2 separate regions of the Canis lupus genome follow, and region 1 is linked to region 2. A link is a contact called in public Hi-C data. All regions are on one chromosome and are shown on one strand. Each heading gives the region's core, a stretch centred on a gene start, on an enhancer-like site or on the middle of the called end of the contact. The rest is flanking DNA. Distances are from core to core; before and after follow the strand shown.

What was found. Hi-C and Micro-C count contacts between places; a contact is called where the count stands out from the background.
Region 1: a Hi-C map of skin fibroblasts shows a contact between it and region 2, with 2.5 times the contacts expected there. The contact joins two enhancer-like sites. A contact is called at or near these places in 5 of 9 Hi-C or Micro-C datasets (amygdala, blood and skin fibroblasts).

What each region holds. Positions count from the first base shown.
Region 1 is chr26:19,941,559-19,948,259 of UU_Cfam_GSD_1.0, forward strand. It overlaps MYO18B (unconventional myosin-XVIIIb), which reads left to right. Exons shown (of 44, transcript XM_038575489.1): 2 at 1,230-1,363; 3 at 3,104-3,262. The coding sequence starts at 1,325. Among named protein-coding and RNA genes, the nearest start is that of MYO18B, 19 kb to the left of the region's middle. Within about 2 kb of position 2,378, at least 3 of the 20 cell types and tissues checked have an H3K27ac peak or open chromatin away from gene starts, as enhancers often do.
Region 2 is chr26:19,728,605-19,735,160 of UU_Cfam_GSD_1.0, forward strand. LOC111092595 (a long non-coding RNA gene) reads left to right here. Exons shown (of 4, transcript XR_005379012.1): 3 at 3,970-4,057; 4 at 5,661-5,932. Among named protein-coding and RNA genes, the nearest start is that of CRYBB2, 27 kb to the left of the region's middle. Within about 2 kb of position 1,992, at least 3 of the 20 cell types and tissues checked have an H3K27ac peak or open chromatin away from gene starts, as enhancers often do.

The DNA.
Region 1 (6,701 bases), core at 1,128-3,627, 210 kb after region 2:
TTCCTAAATACCCTTCTCGATGGATTCATTGTGTTCCTTAAAGTCAGATGGGCTCCGATGTATTTGACCTTCTCCAGTTACTGCACACGGGGGTTGTGTCTCTGGTTTGGGGGCTCCAAGCGACCCAGCGGAGTAAGATTTTCCGCTTTAGGATTACTTCCCCAAACTTTGTTTTCCAGAAGAGGCCTTACTAGGTAGGTCAAAAGTCCTGAGCGTTTGTCAAGACTCTCAATATGATGCTAAGTGTGCTAAAGCATTTCCCCCAAAGCACGGGCCAATTAATAGTTTCGGTTTCCCGTCCTTTCCTAGTGCACGTGGTCAAATTGTGGCACCCACTAGTCCCGGACAAGAGAAAAACACACTATGCTATGGTATTACAAGTCAGGATGGTGGTTGTCCTCTGGGGAATAGTAACTTAAGAAGGGGCGGGAGGGAAGGTCAGGGAGGCTGTAATGTTTTGTTTATTTTTAAATTTTGTTTTTCGAGAGAGAGAGAGAGTGTGTCTATGCATGCACGGGCGGGGGTGGGGTGGAGACGGAGAGAGAACCTCTAGCAGACTCCCCGCTGAATGTAGAGCCTGACAAGGGGCTGGAGCTCATGACCCATGAGATCATGACCTGAGCCCAAACCAAGAGTCTGGACATTTAACCGACTGAGCCCCCCCAGGCGCCCCTGTTTTGTTTATTTTTGAGTTGAGATGCGATCGACATCCAGTGAATTAATTGGATAGCTGGGTGAATCTTTACATATGATGCTCCCGTGGGGCCCTCTCCCAGATCAAGACAGAGAACGTTTCCATCACCCCAGGAAGTTCCCTTGTTCCCCTTTCCAGCCCAAAGCCAGCAGCTGCTCTGACCTTCATCACCATAGATTAGATCTGTCCCATCTTGAACTGCCCATAAATAAAATAATATTTTCTTATTCTTCATCAGGATGCTGCTTAAATAGATATGATCTTTAGGTGAGAGCCGCTGAGCTGTATATTTCTATACTTTTCTGACATTGGTTATGTCTCAATGACAAAGGGTGGGTCAAGGGGAAAAGGATTTGGGGGCGCTGTCCAGTCCACGGGCAGCGGCCCCCTTGCTGACAGTCGTCCTCCCAGCGGGCTGTGCCCGGCGGCGTGGCCTTGGTTCGTGGCGCGATGGGGGTGGGAGGAGGGCTGTGTCCAAGAGCTAACCTGTATCTCTCTTCTCTCCCCTGTCCGCGCCCGTGTCTCCATGCGTCAGTGTCGTGTGCCGTGTGTGTGTCCATAAAGCCACATTTCGTGCTGCCCGCCAGAGAGCTCCGTGTCATCCCATCTCAGCCCTGACACTGCCTCAGCATGGCCATCTCATCACGCCTCGCCCTGTGGGAGCAGAAGGAAAGTAACGTTCAGGGTTCAGGCGACAGCCATAGGGCCGACTGCCAAGCGGGAGGACAAGCCAGAGCATGGGTGGCCAGGCTGTCCCCTCCCGCCTCAGGCGGGGCATCTGGCATCCGCACCTCCCTGTGACGTGTCCAGTGCCCCGCTCCACTCCCTCCGGCCAGCCCTGGTGAGCCGAGGCCTCTCCAACCCAGTTCATGAGCCCCTTGAACTCCTCCCATGCCTGGCCGCTCTCTTCCTGTTCCTCAGTAGGCAGCGGGGGACTGAGGGTAGACCAGCTGTCCTGTCTGGATCACCGGGGCGGCCTCCACGAACACCGGCTTTGTGTGGGCGGCGGGGCAGGGACAGGGCTGGTGGCTGCCAGACTTCTGCCTTGGGGACGGGTTTCCGTGCTCCCTTCCTTCTGTCACCATGGAGAACTGGAAACGGGCCCTTCTTCCCAGTTATTCTTCTCCCTTTTGTATTTTTTCACAAGATTCCACGAAGGGCTGTCTCTGATGCCTGAGCTCTCCTTCGCCTCGCCTCCCACCCTCGTGTAGGATTTGATGAGTTAGAGGCTGAGGGGTGAGGCGGTTGAGAAGCTTCTCTCTGGCTGCCTCCCAGACTGCTCCGGGTGTAGCACTGAGAGCAATGCTGCAGGAAGCAGGGGTGACACCTGCTGAGTGGGCCGTAAGCCTCGCTCTGTCTTATGAGGTGGCTTTTGGGCCCCATCGAGAGGGAGAGGCGTGGGGTCAGTGAGCCCCGGACAGGGGGCTGCATCAACCAGCCTTAACCCTTGGCCTCTGCTTTGTCTCCTAGACGTCCCTATCCCCTTCGGATTTCCCCTTTATCAGCTGGGCTGCTGAGATCAAGTCTTTGCCAGCCACACGCGGAGGACCTTGATAAGTAGCTTATTTTAACCGCTGTGTGGCTCTGCCATAAAAAGTGCTACAGATTTCTGCCACCCCGCCACCCCCACGGGTGGCCACAATGATGCTGGTTAAAGATGTACCCCAGTCACCTAGAACAGGTCCCATTGCCTCAGTCCCCGAGGACCCTGTGGTCCACAAAGGAGCCTTAGCTACACGCCAACTCCAGCCAGCTTGGGTCTAGGCTATGTTTCTGGTGTAAAATGGCAGTATCTAGCCCCCCAACTTTAGGATCCTGTATTGGGGAGCCCCTGGCTGCCTGGGTCCCGGTTCAAGGACCATCAAGAAGCCACAGCTCTGCATCAGTGGAGTGGGCTGTAGCCATAGGGCTGGATTTTTTTATATAAACCGTGGCTGCGAGCCATTCCCTACCTTCCCATGTCCCTGGCGTGTCATCAGTGAGTAACTGATCAATCTATTATTTTAATTGCAAGCGGAGGCAGAGAATGTGCATGGTGCCCTGGGGTCCATCCCCTTCTGGAAAATGGAAAAGCTCCTGCTGTACTAGCTCCTCCCAGAGATGGTCTGTTCCCCGCCCAGGAAGGGAACCCAAGGGCCAGATTCGCATTATGAGGAAATTGGGTCCAGGCAGAAATCACACAGACAGGGTGGCCTCTGCTGCTCATGCATTCCATCTCCATGCGCTGTCTCAAGGCGTCCCGGAGCCCCGGCCGACCCCATCTGCTTTGCCACGGCCTCTCATACATGTGCTTGGTCACGGATGTCCCCCTGGGCCGCCTCCCAGGCTCCATCACAAACCTTTCCAAGGTCTGCCTGCTTGCACTGGTTCACTCACTGAGCTTTCTCCTTCTTTGCTTCTGCAAAACAGATTCGGGAGGAAGACAAGAGCCCTCCACCATCTTCGCCCCCTCCCCTTTTCTCTGTCATCCCAGGGGGCTTCATTAAGCAGCTGGTCCGGGAGACCGAGAAAGAGTCCAAAGAAGCAAGGTTGAGGAAAGAGGCAGCGCTCGCCTCTCCAGAACAAGAGGTAAGTGGCCCCGCAGGAAGGGGACCAGGTGCCAATCAACAGGACAGTCCCCTCCTATGAGCCTCTAGATTCAGTGGCCATCTCGCCTTCGCTCCTGCTCTCTGAGGAATGTCCTTTTCTGCAGTCGATCTACCGAACTCCTATTCCTCCCTCAGAACCCGGCTCAAATAGTACATCTCTGGAAAGCTCCCCCATTGCCTTCCTTTCTCTGATTCCCATGGCGCCCTCTGTGTCTGTCTTAATGGAGGTCGGCAGAGTTAAATATTTGATCGTGCGACTTTTGGACGGGGCATTCCTTAGGGCCGGTGGTTCTCTCTCCTTCAACTCTGTATATGGAGCACCTCTTGTGAACTTGGTCCAGAGTGAGTGCTGGACAAATGTTTGTTGAATGAATGCATGAAGGACATCAGCTGACCAGCGATTGCAGGGATCATTTTAACCCCACTTTTGCAGAGAGAGAAACCTAGGTGTTGGCTAACAATGTGTAGCTAGCTTACTTTATGTGGCCAAGCTATTCAGTTACTGGTTATGTTCGGTTACTGGTTATGGGTGTATTGGTTGTAATGATACTGAGACCTCTCTATGCCAGGTGGCAAACAGGGGTGACCCCGGCCCCTGCCCTCCAGCTGCCCCTCCCCCAAGTCCCTCAGAATGGCCACATGCCAACAATTAAAGGGTTAATGCTTGCACGAGTAGAGACCTCAGTACCTAGCTGGCATCATTTCTGATTGGTCGGTGTCCGCTAAATTCCTTAATTATTCTGAAGAATTCCACTAAATCGAAGCAGTCATTGGACAAGCTTTAAGGACTTGCAAATTTATCCTCTCCTTGCAAATTTATCCTCCCCTGTGCTTTAAGGACTTGCAAATTTATCCTCTCCTGGAGTCTCTGCAGTGCACCCTGGAGGTGGAGCAAATACTGCAGTGACTGGGCTGAGTGACCCAGTGGCCTCGGGGCCTGGAGTTGGCTCGGGCCCAGTGACCAGCCTGACTCCGCCCCCCCACATCCCTCCAGCTGTTGTTTGCCTGTTCCGTCCCTCACGTGCCTGTCCCATCCCCCGTGTGCCTGTGCTGTCCCCCACGTGCCTGCACCTGTCCAATTACAATGGCTTCACTGCATCAGAGAAGTTCTCCGGCAGCTGAACGGCAGCAACTGTTGAAACGTCCCTGCCAAGTCTTCTGGGGGAGGATTACAGGGAGGATGGGCTCTGTCCCCACCCCTGCCTGAGACAGGCATAAGTGGGGGGCCACGGTCAGCCTCCAAAGCTGTTGTTAGGTCATGATGCAGTGTGAGCGGGTGCCGTTTGTTACTAGACAAGGTTCCCTTTGCCGTTCATTGGCTCCTTTGAGCTCCTCTGCAGCAACAGGGTAGATGGGAATCGTACCCACTTCTTAGAGGTGGAGACTGAGGTTTAGAGAGGTCAAGCAACTTGCTGAAGGTCATGAGACCAGATAGAGGCAGAGCCAGGGCAAGGGCTTGTGCATTCTTGGCTCTGGGGAGCTGCCTCGGGAAGGGCCACTCTGGGGAGCAAGGTGGCTGATGCGGAGACCTGAGCAGGAAGTTGTCCCACAGGCTGCCGGCCATGCTGGCGTCATGGTGCACAAGCTAAGAACTGAGCACAGGATGGGGACAAACTGTCACCCCAGAGTCTAGGCAGCGACTCAGAGCCAAGATGCAGGATGGACAGGCCTCAGACCACAACAGGTGTCTGGACCAAGGGCCAAGATGGTCCTGGGGCTGGAGCAGGGCAGCCTGGGGATATGTTTCTCTGAGGCAGCAAGCCCTGGCTAGTTCTCACCAATTTAATTTTCTTGTCCCCATTGGTAAATAACTGGATTCTCTCCTTCCCCCCGCACAGCTGACACCCCAGCACAAGGTCCTCATGTAATCCTTGCAATGAGCCATTGGAAGCTGTCACCATCTTGCAGGGAGGTAAAAATGAGGCTCAGAGAGGTGACTTGGCTTTCCAAAGGTCAGGCAGTCAGTGAGAGACAGGGGCAGAAAGGGACTCATATGGAATGTCAGGACAGCTGGGTCCTAGGACCCACCCCTCTGTGTGGTCCGGGCCTCGGTTTGCTCATCTGTAAAATGGGTGTGTGTGAGTTGCCTCCTGGCCTCAATGATTCCAGAGGCACCTCCTCCCGTATACCAAGAAGGCCGCAGAGTGGATTGGGGGCTTTGGCGACTATGAAAATCCAAAGGACGAGAGCCCATGGGTGGGAGAGAGGTAGGGTCGCATTGGTTATCTTGTTTGGCTCAGAGCCATGTTACTGTCTCCACTATGGCAGTTTGGTTAAAAATACGGCCTTGACTCACTCTTCAAAATGGTATAGACAGCGGTGACGTTTGACAAGTGAGGCCAATCCCCTTTCCAAGGCTATGTCCTCCCTGGCCCCTGGTCAGACGGAGCCACTAGGGCCCTGGAGTGGGGGTTCTCAGCCCTGGCTACACGCTGGAATCACCCGGGGGGCCCACAACCCAGACCAACTCCATCTGATTCTTTGGGATTGGGGCCAAAGCATCAGTATTTTTGTAAAGCTCCCCGGAGGTTCTAGTGAGTCCTAGGGATAAGGAAGGCTGGTAATATGCATCCAGTAAGGACGTGGACTTTAGACTCATGGGGGCCTGCATGACTTTACATTTTGACTTTGTCTCTTGGGCCACCTGATATCCTTGTGTTGGCTTCTTTATCTGTAGAACAGGGGGCAGTTCAGAACCTACCTCCCTGGGTTCCTAGGAGGGTTGAGTAGGATATGACGGTGACGTTGGGCCCTTGGTAAGAGGGATCTACACGTGATGGCTGTTAGTACTGTCATCATCATCATCATTACAAAGCTATAGATAGAGGCCGTGTCCTTGAGGCATCCGCCACCTGAAACGGAACAGAGATACACATCGGAGCTAGAATGGGCTGCAGACTACGATCATCGCCACAGACCGTGTACCAGCACGGTGCCCTGGGGCCTCGGGGGTGCCCGAGACAGGTTCTGACTGAGGTTTGCAGGCGGGGATTTGTGGAGGGGGTGGCATTGGAGCTGGGTCTAGAAGGATGAGCAGAGCATGGGTAAGTGAGGACGGGAGAGAGCATCGCAGGCAGGGAGCTAACGGAGGATGAAGCATGGAAGCAGAGGCTGGTCAGATGTGGTAGGAGATGCCCCCACGTGACTCAAAGGGAACAAGCAGGGACCATGGACCAGAATGGAGGGTGGTGGCTCCTTTTTAAGGGCTCTGAATGGCAGGGGATGGTATTGAATAATTTTCCCATAGGCTATGGGCCACTGCCAAAATCTTTTGATTTAGATTAAAATGGCTGGCAGCGAATTGAAGGAACAGCAGATCAGACTGTGACAATGGCCCAGGTGAATGTGGAGCCGGGTTTGGAAAGAGAGACACAGGTGTGAGGCCATGAGGGTGGAATCAACATGATCCTGCTGTTGCT
Region 2 (6,556 bases), core at 742-3,241:
TTTGACCCAAGTGAGGCCAATCAGATGAATGTAGGGAGATGTTCTTTCTTTCTTAAAGTGTGAAGTTTATAAAAACATGAGCCAGGGCACCTGGGTGGCTCAGTGGTTGAGCATCTGCCTTTGGCTCAGGTGTGATCCTGGGGTCCTGGGATTGAGTCTCTCGCCAGTCTCCCTGCAGGGAGCCTGCTTCTCCCTCTGCTTATGTCTCTGCCTCTCTCTGTGTGTCTCTCATGAATAAATAAATAAAATCTTAAAAAAAGAAAAGAAAAACATGAGCCAGTGTTGCCAGTGTCCACTATCATGCATAACACGTGAAGAAGTTCTAAGATCTGGCAAGTGATGGCAGGGCCTCCTAACATCGTTTAAGCTCCTGGATCCACCCTTACCTGAAACCTACACAGAATCTGTCTTGGATGTCTATATTAGAGTTCTCCAGAGTGCTCCAAGTTCCACTCCAAAACCCAGCAGGCCTGAGAACCACGGAGAGCCAGGGTTTCAGTTCAGGTCCAAGGGCAGAAGAAGACTGATGTCCTAGCTCCAGGCAATCAGGCAGGAGGAGTTCCCTCTTACTCAGAGAGGGTCAGCTCTTTTGTTCTACTCAGGCTTTTGAGTGATTAAGGGAGGGCCCCCCACACTAGAGAGCACATCTGCTTCACTCAGTCTACCGATTCAGGTGTGAATCTTACCCAAAATCCCTCTTGAAGACATGCTTGTCCTAACGTTTGACCAAATATCTGGGCACCCCGTGACCAGGTCATGTTGGCACATAAAATTAATCATCACGCTGTCCCAGATATATCATCTAATACCTTCCCCTGTTTGCTTTAAACACAGTCAAGTTGGGCAGCCCGGGTGGCTCAGCCATTTAGCGCCGCCTTCGGCCCAGGGCCTGATCCTGGAGACCCAGGATCCAGTCCCACATTGGGCTCCCTGCATGGAGCCTGCTTCTCCCTCTGCCTGTGTCTCTGCCTCTCTCTTTCTCTCTCTCTCTCTCTCTCTCTCCCTCTCCCCCTCCCCCTCTCTGTGTCTCTCATTAATAAATAAATAAAATCTTAAGAAAAAAACACACATTCAAGTTGATAGAACGTGCTTGCAATCAAGACTCCTGATTGATAGAAGTTCTTACTTCATAGGGATATAAAAAAAAAAATGAATCAGCTCTGGCATAGCGCAGGGCCTGGGAGACAGTAAGTGCTCAGAAATAATAACTCCCGATGCCGGCTGCAGGGGGGCATCATGGAAGCAGGATCTGACCATTTGGCTGCCACTTCTCCCTGCAACCCTGAAGTCAGAAAATGCGCCGACATTTCTGCTGCTTATGTACATCATCTCCTCCCTTTACAAAGAGTCGGTCCAGTGGTTCTAGGTGGACGGAACACACCATCCAGCTCCTGGGAAAGCTATGTTCTCAGTCGTCTGACATAATTATCAATAAGCTGAAACATGAGGAATCAGGAGAATCCCTCCGGCTGTTGTCTGGCGCATCATCCAATTTCTAATGTCAAAAGCTGGACATCACCTCTGTCTTTCTCTTTTTGTTTTCTGAAATAAACTCTAATCTCCCCCAGACTAATGGATGCCCCAGGGCGGTACAGATCAAATGCTGCACTCAGGGAAGCGCAGTGACAAGCATATTAAGAACTTTTAAACTGGTTATCTCAGTAACATATCTTTCTTTCTAAGAACAGTGGGTGTTTTGGTTTTGACCGCCAGCATCCTTTCCCTAATGGAACCATGCCTCCCCCACCCCTCATGGTACCTCCAGGCTGTTCATCACAATCTTTTTATTATTATTTTTTTAAGATTTTATTTCTGTACTCATGAGAGGCATAGAGAGAGAGGCAGAGACACAGGCAGGGGGAGAAGCAGGCTCCATGCGGGGAGCCCAGTGCCGGACTCAGTCCCAGGACCCCGGGATCACAACCTGAGCCAAAGGCAGATGCTCAACCGCTGAGCCACCCAGGTGCTCCTAATCACAACCTGCCACCTTCCTCACCATGGGAGAGAGCCTGCGGCAGGCTGAGCCCCTCCTAAAGCCATGGCCCTATCCTCTCAGACCCAGGGATTGGTCCTGAGGTAGCCATGCGATCCAAGCAGAGCCAATCCCCACCCTTCTTTGGATTCCTGTGTCAGCGAGGCAAAAAGAGGCGAGGAAGAGAGAAAGAGATATAGAAAGATAGGGAGTCAGAGAAAGCCTTTCCCCTTTTGGATTGCAAATGATCGCAATGAGGCTTGGGGCTGCCCACGGCCATTCCTCCTGCCTCATAGAGAGAGCAACACACAGAGGGAAGAAGAAAGATCGAGAATTGAGTGCCAGGCACTTAGGGGGACATCACGTGAACCCCTGGATCCAGCTATGCCTGAAGCAAGCAACAATTTCCTCCCTTCACTTAAAGCTGTTTAAATCAAAACCATGGCCTGTGGCTGTTTCTCGTTCCTTAAACTCACTTTTAAAATGGTGAAGGGAACTTCAGACACGCTTGTGCCAAGGAGCTCCGGCTTGGGGCAAGCTGGGCCGCGCTTCGAAATGCCAGATGGCTGAGATGCTAGCTACCCTCTCAGAGTTTGGAAGTCTGCCCTGTGCCCCAAAGTGCAGACTCTGGAGTCAGAAAACTGAGATGGCAGCCCCTAGTCCTGACTCTCGGAGCCTCAGTTTCCTCCTCTGTGCACCAGAGATAATGGTACCCCCTCCTCGGGCAATCAGAGGATTAAATGAGCTCATGATCGGCCAATGTGCAGCCTCCGTACCTGGCACCCAGAAATGCCCCATCAGCTGGAGCTGTCTAGCCCAATCCTCAAGGATCCCAGCCTGCAGCTCCCTCCCCTGCCTGACCCAGTTTTTCATCCAAATTTGGCCACAGGCCCAGGCCCTGGCCTATTTTAGGTACTCGTCTTTTTGTTGCAGGAAAAAGAGCCCCACGCAAGGTACCTTAAAAACAGGGGGTTTATTGTGGGGACAAACGAGGACAGGAATGTGGAGGAGGCAGAGGCAGGAAAGCCCTTGGGACTGGAACGGTTTTGATTGGAATCTTTTCTCTTTGCTGCTTTAAAAGGAATCATTTCACCTGTCCTTGCCTGAGGGACCTCTCTCCTGGGGGACTGGGTATAAACAAATCTGGGGAGGTAGGGTGACAGGGGATGCTTGGGTTGCTAATAGTTTGGATTCAGGTTTTAAGAGCTCTCAGAATCAGCAAGGATTCTGTGACAAAGAAAGTGGGCGGCCGCTTGGCCTGGAGGGATGTATCAAGTGGCCCGTAATTTATCATCCAAACCAGGACCCCTGGAGAATGAAAGGGGCACCGTGAATAATGACACAAGGATGACAGCCCGAGCCTGCCCAGGGGAGCCGGGACATGTGGTCACCCTCAGGCACAGAGACCCCGAAGGCAGGGGACCCAGACTGCAAAGAGGTTTGGGAGTGTGACTGCCGCCCAGGCAGTGCCCAGTTCAGGAGTCCAGGGCTGGACAGGTGGAAAGGAGCATTTGGGCCTCCAGAGACCTCATCGTGTCATCAGCCCTGTAGGTGCCGGACAGCATTCGTGCTCATGGGACTGGGCTCCTTAAGCAGCAGAGGCCCTGGGCGGCCCACAGCCCACCCAGAGGGAGACCCAGACCTTCCACTGATCTTCTCAGACCCCCACCGTGGGGTGCCTGAGTCCCATAGAAGCCCCTGTATGCTGGCAGGTGATGGAGATAAACCCCTTCTTAGCTGTCTGGGGTGCAAGGGGGAGGGAGGAGGATGACCAGAGCACCCCTGCTCCCAGCCCAGGTCCATATAAGCTGCTCTCTGGGGCACATGCAGAGTTCACGATATCATATCTACGTGCTCAGGACACAACACACGCCAGCAGTTCCTCTAGCTCTCTGATTTCTGATGATTCTGGTCATCCCTGATTCTTCCCCTCGTCTTCCTGACTGACACCCAGTCCTGACCCTTGGTAATGATGTCACTCTTTGTCTCACCCTTAGCAACCTTGCAACAGCTCTCAGTCCCCAGGAAGACCCCAGGAGGATCTCACCTCTGGAGGATCGCAGGGCTCCTCTACGTGGTGAAAATGTGAGGCTCTTTCCTTTGAGCTTGTTACCCCCTTCTTCTGTATGGCAAGAGTGCCCTAGTTTTGCTAGGGTGAGGGTTTTCTTTGCTCACACTCACCCACCCCTTCACTCTCTGGGCTTTTAAGAAAGTTGACCTCCGCCCGCTGGATGCCCGTGGTGGAGCATGTGACCCCAGCCAAGCAGTTAGCACCTTCTGTCTTTCTGGCCACTCATGGTCCCAATCCATTTGGGTTTGGGTGCAGAGAAGAGCCTGGGACCTCTTTTCTGATGCTCAGAGGAATGAAGAATGAATGGAATGTAGAGCTGACAACAGTAGTTTTGATGAAGGACCTACATGGAACCAACCCTGAGGAAGTGGAGCTGAGTAGAGAGAGGAATTGGATCCTGGTAGCATCATTCAAGCCCCTGGATCAAGCCACACCTGAAGTTCTGCCCCTGGGTTGTTCAAAACAGAAGTCCACAAATTCCCTTTTCTCAGGTCAAGTTCTCTGCTACCTGCAGTTGGTAGAGCTCTAGTTGAAGGCTAGGTCCCAGAGCCAATAGGATGCTTTAACCAATGGGAAAAGGATAACTGAATTATACAATTGCTCACACAAAGTTCTGAGCCCTGCCCTCCCACAGTGTGAATTTCTAGGCTCCAGTTAAAGCCATTAGTCCCTGTCCTATCCCCCAACCCAAGGTCTCTTACTGAATCCACTCTTGGCAATATTGTGAAATGGGTCAAGTTCATTTCTTGACCTCAATGTCCTACCTGGCCTCCTTCTGTGCAGCCTCCAGCCCAACAAGTGGTGTCTACAGAGCCTGTTGCATGAGTTTCTGGGCCCCATGGAACTCAGTGGCTTCACATCTCCCTCTGCTCAAGGTCCCCATCCCAGTGCTGTCTCCAAGGACCGGCACGACTGGGCCCCCTGACCTCCTTAGGCTTGTCCTGCCATTTGGCAGTTTCTCAGGTTCCGGACATTTTCGCACATTGAAGCTCTGCAGATGCTGGATCCTCTGCCTAGAATTCCCTTTTCGGGATCTGGATGGAGTTATCTTCAGTCCTCCTTCAAGTCTCAGCTGAAATGTCACTTCCCCAAGGGGCCCTTTGTGCCCTTTAATCTAGGTCAGGCCGGCCTGTTTTATATTCCCAAAACCCCTTGCAATTTTTCTCTGTAACTGGATGACCATGCTTCATCCCTCCCCGGGCCCTAACATGAAACCTGGTACATGGTAGGTTCTCAACAGCTGGATGAATGAGTTCAGCAAGGTCCGAGCCCCATCAGCGGTGCGGGAGGAGAACAGAGGTCCAGAGAGAGGCCGAACTTGCCCAGAGTCACACAGCAAGTCTGTGGTTGTGTGGACATCTGCAGCAGGATGCTTTTTGGATGCTTTTGGGGACCCCGGATGGTAGCCACTGCTTTGTCTTTTAGTACCAACCTTGCTTATGTCCCTAAGGAATTGATCTGAGATTCTGTGGCTGCCAGCCGTGTGCTGATGGCCACAGAGGGCCCAAGCTGATGGCCAGTGACACCCTGGTAGGCAGGGTTATGAGCAAAGCAGGAGGTGTGGCTGTCCTGCGGCCTGGCAGAGACAAGCTGGATTAATGTTTATCCTGTTCCCAGAGACTTGAGTCATCATCAGACCAAGAGCAGGTGCAAGAGAGTGACTCTGCAGGAAGACCCCAGGCACCCTAGCCCTGATGCGGCTGCAAGGCACAGAATGAACGAGGCAGGAGGCCCCAGATGTGGGTGATTTCTCCACAGTGGACCCACTTACGTTCCAATCCGAGCTCTGCCACCTGCCAGCTATGTGACTTTGTCACCTTACCAGCCTGGGTCTCTGCTTGCCTTTCTTTGAAACAGGAATATTAATAGTAAGAACCTTATAAAGTTGTAATGAGAATGAAATAAAAAAAAATAGTTGCGTTCTTATAGCAGCACCTAACTCAAAAAAAAAAAAAAAGGGTTTCAAATTGCATCCTCTGGACAGTGGCTTAATATGCCTACCCAAAAAGCAATTCTAATGTTTATTGTTTTGTTTCCTTTGCTATTGTCTAAAACTCCTCTGGACCATGAAGGCAGATTCCTAATGGGTCTTCTGATGCTCAGAGGACCAGTGAATTCACCAGTGAATTCTTGACATGAGGCTGAGCACATAGAAGGCACTCAATAAAGGATGGATGGAAGGATGGATGGATGGATGGATGGATGGATGGATGGATGGATGCATGGATGGAAGGATGGAAGGATGGATGAATGCGTGGATGGATAGAAGGGGGGATGGATGGATGGATGGATGGATGGATGGATGGATGAAAGGATGCATGGATGGGTAGATGGGCAGGTGCATGGGTAGATGGGGAGATGGATAGGGAGATGGATGGGTGGGTGGGATGTTAAAGATGAATGGATTCATACAAGGTAAATTCACAAAATGTAAGCTTCAATTTCTGAAGACCTGTATCTAAGCGTGACCCTGCTGCTCCTGTCCTGAGTTCCCTTTCCTCTCTCATCTAGGC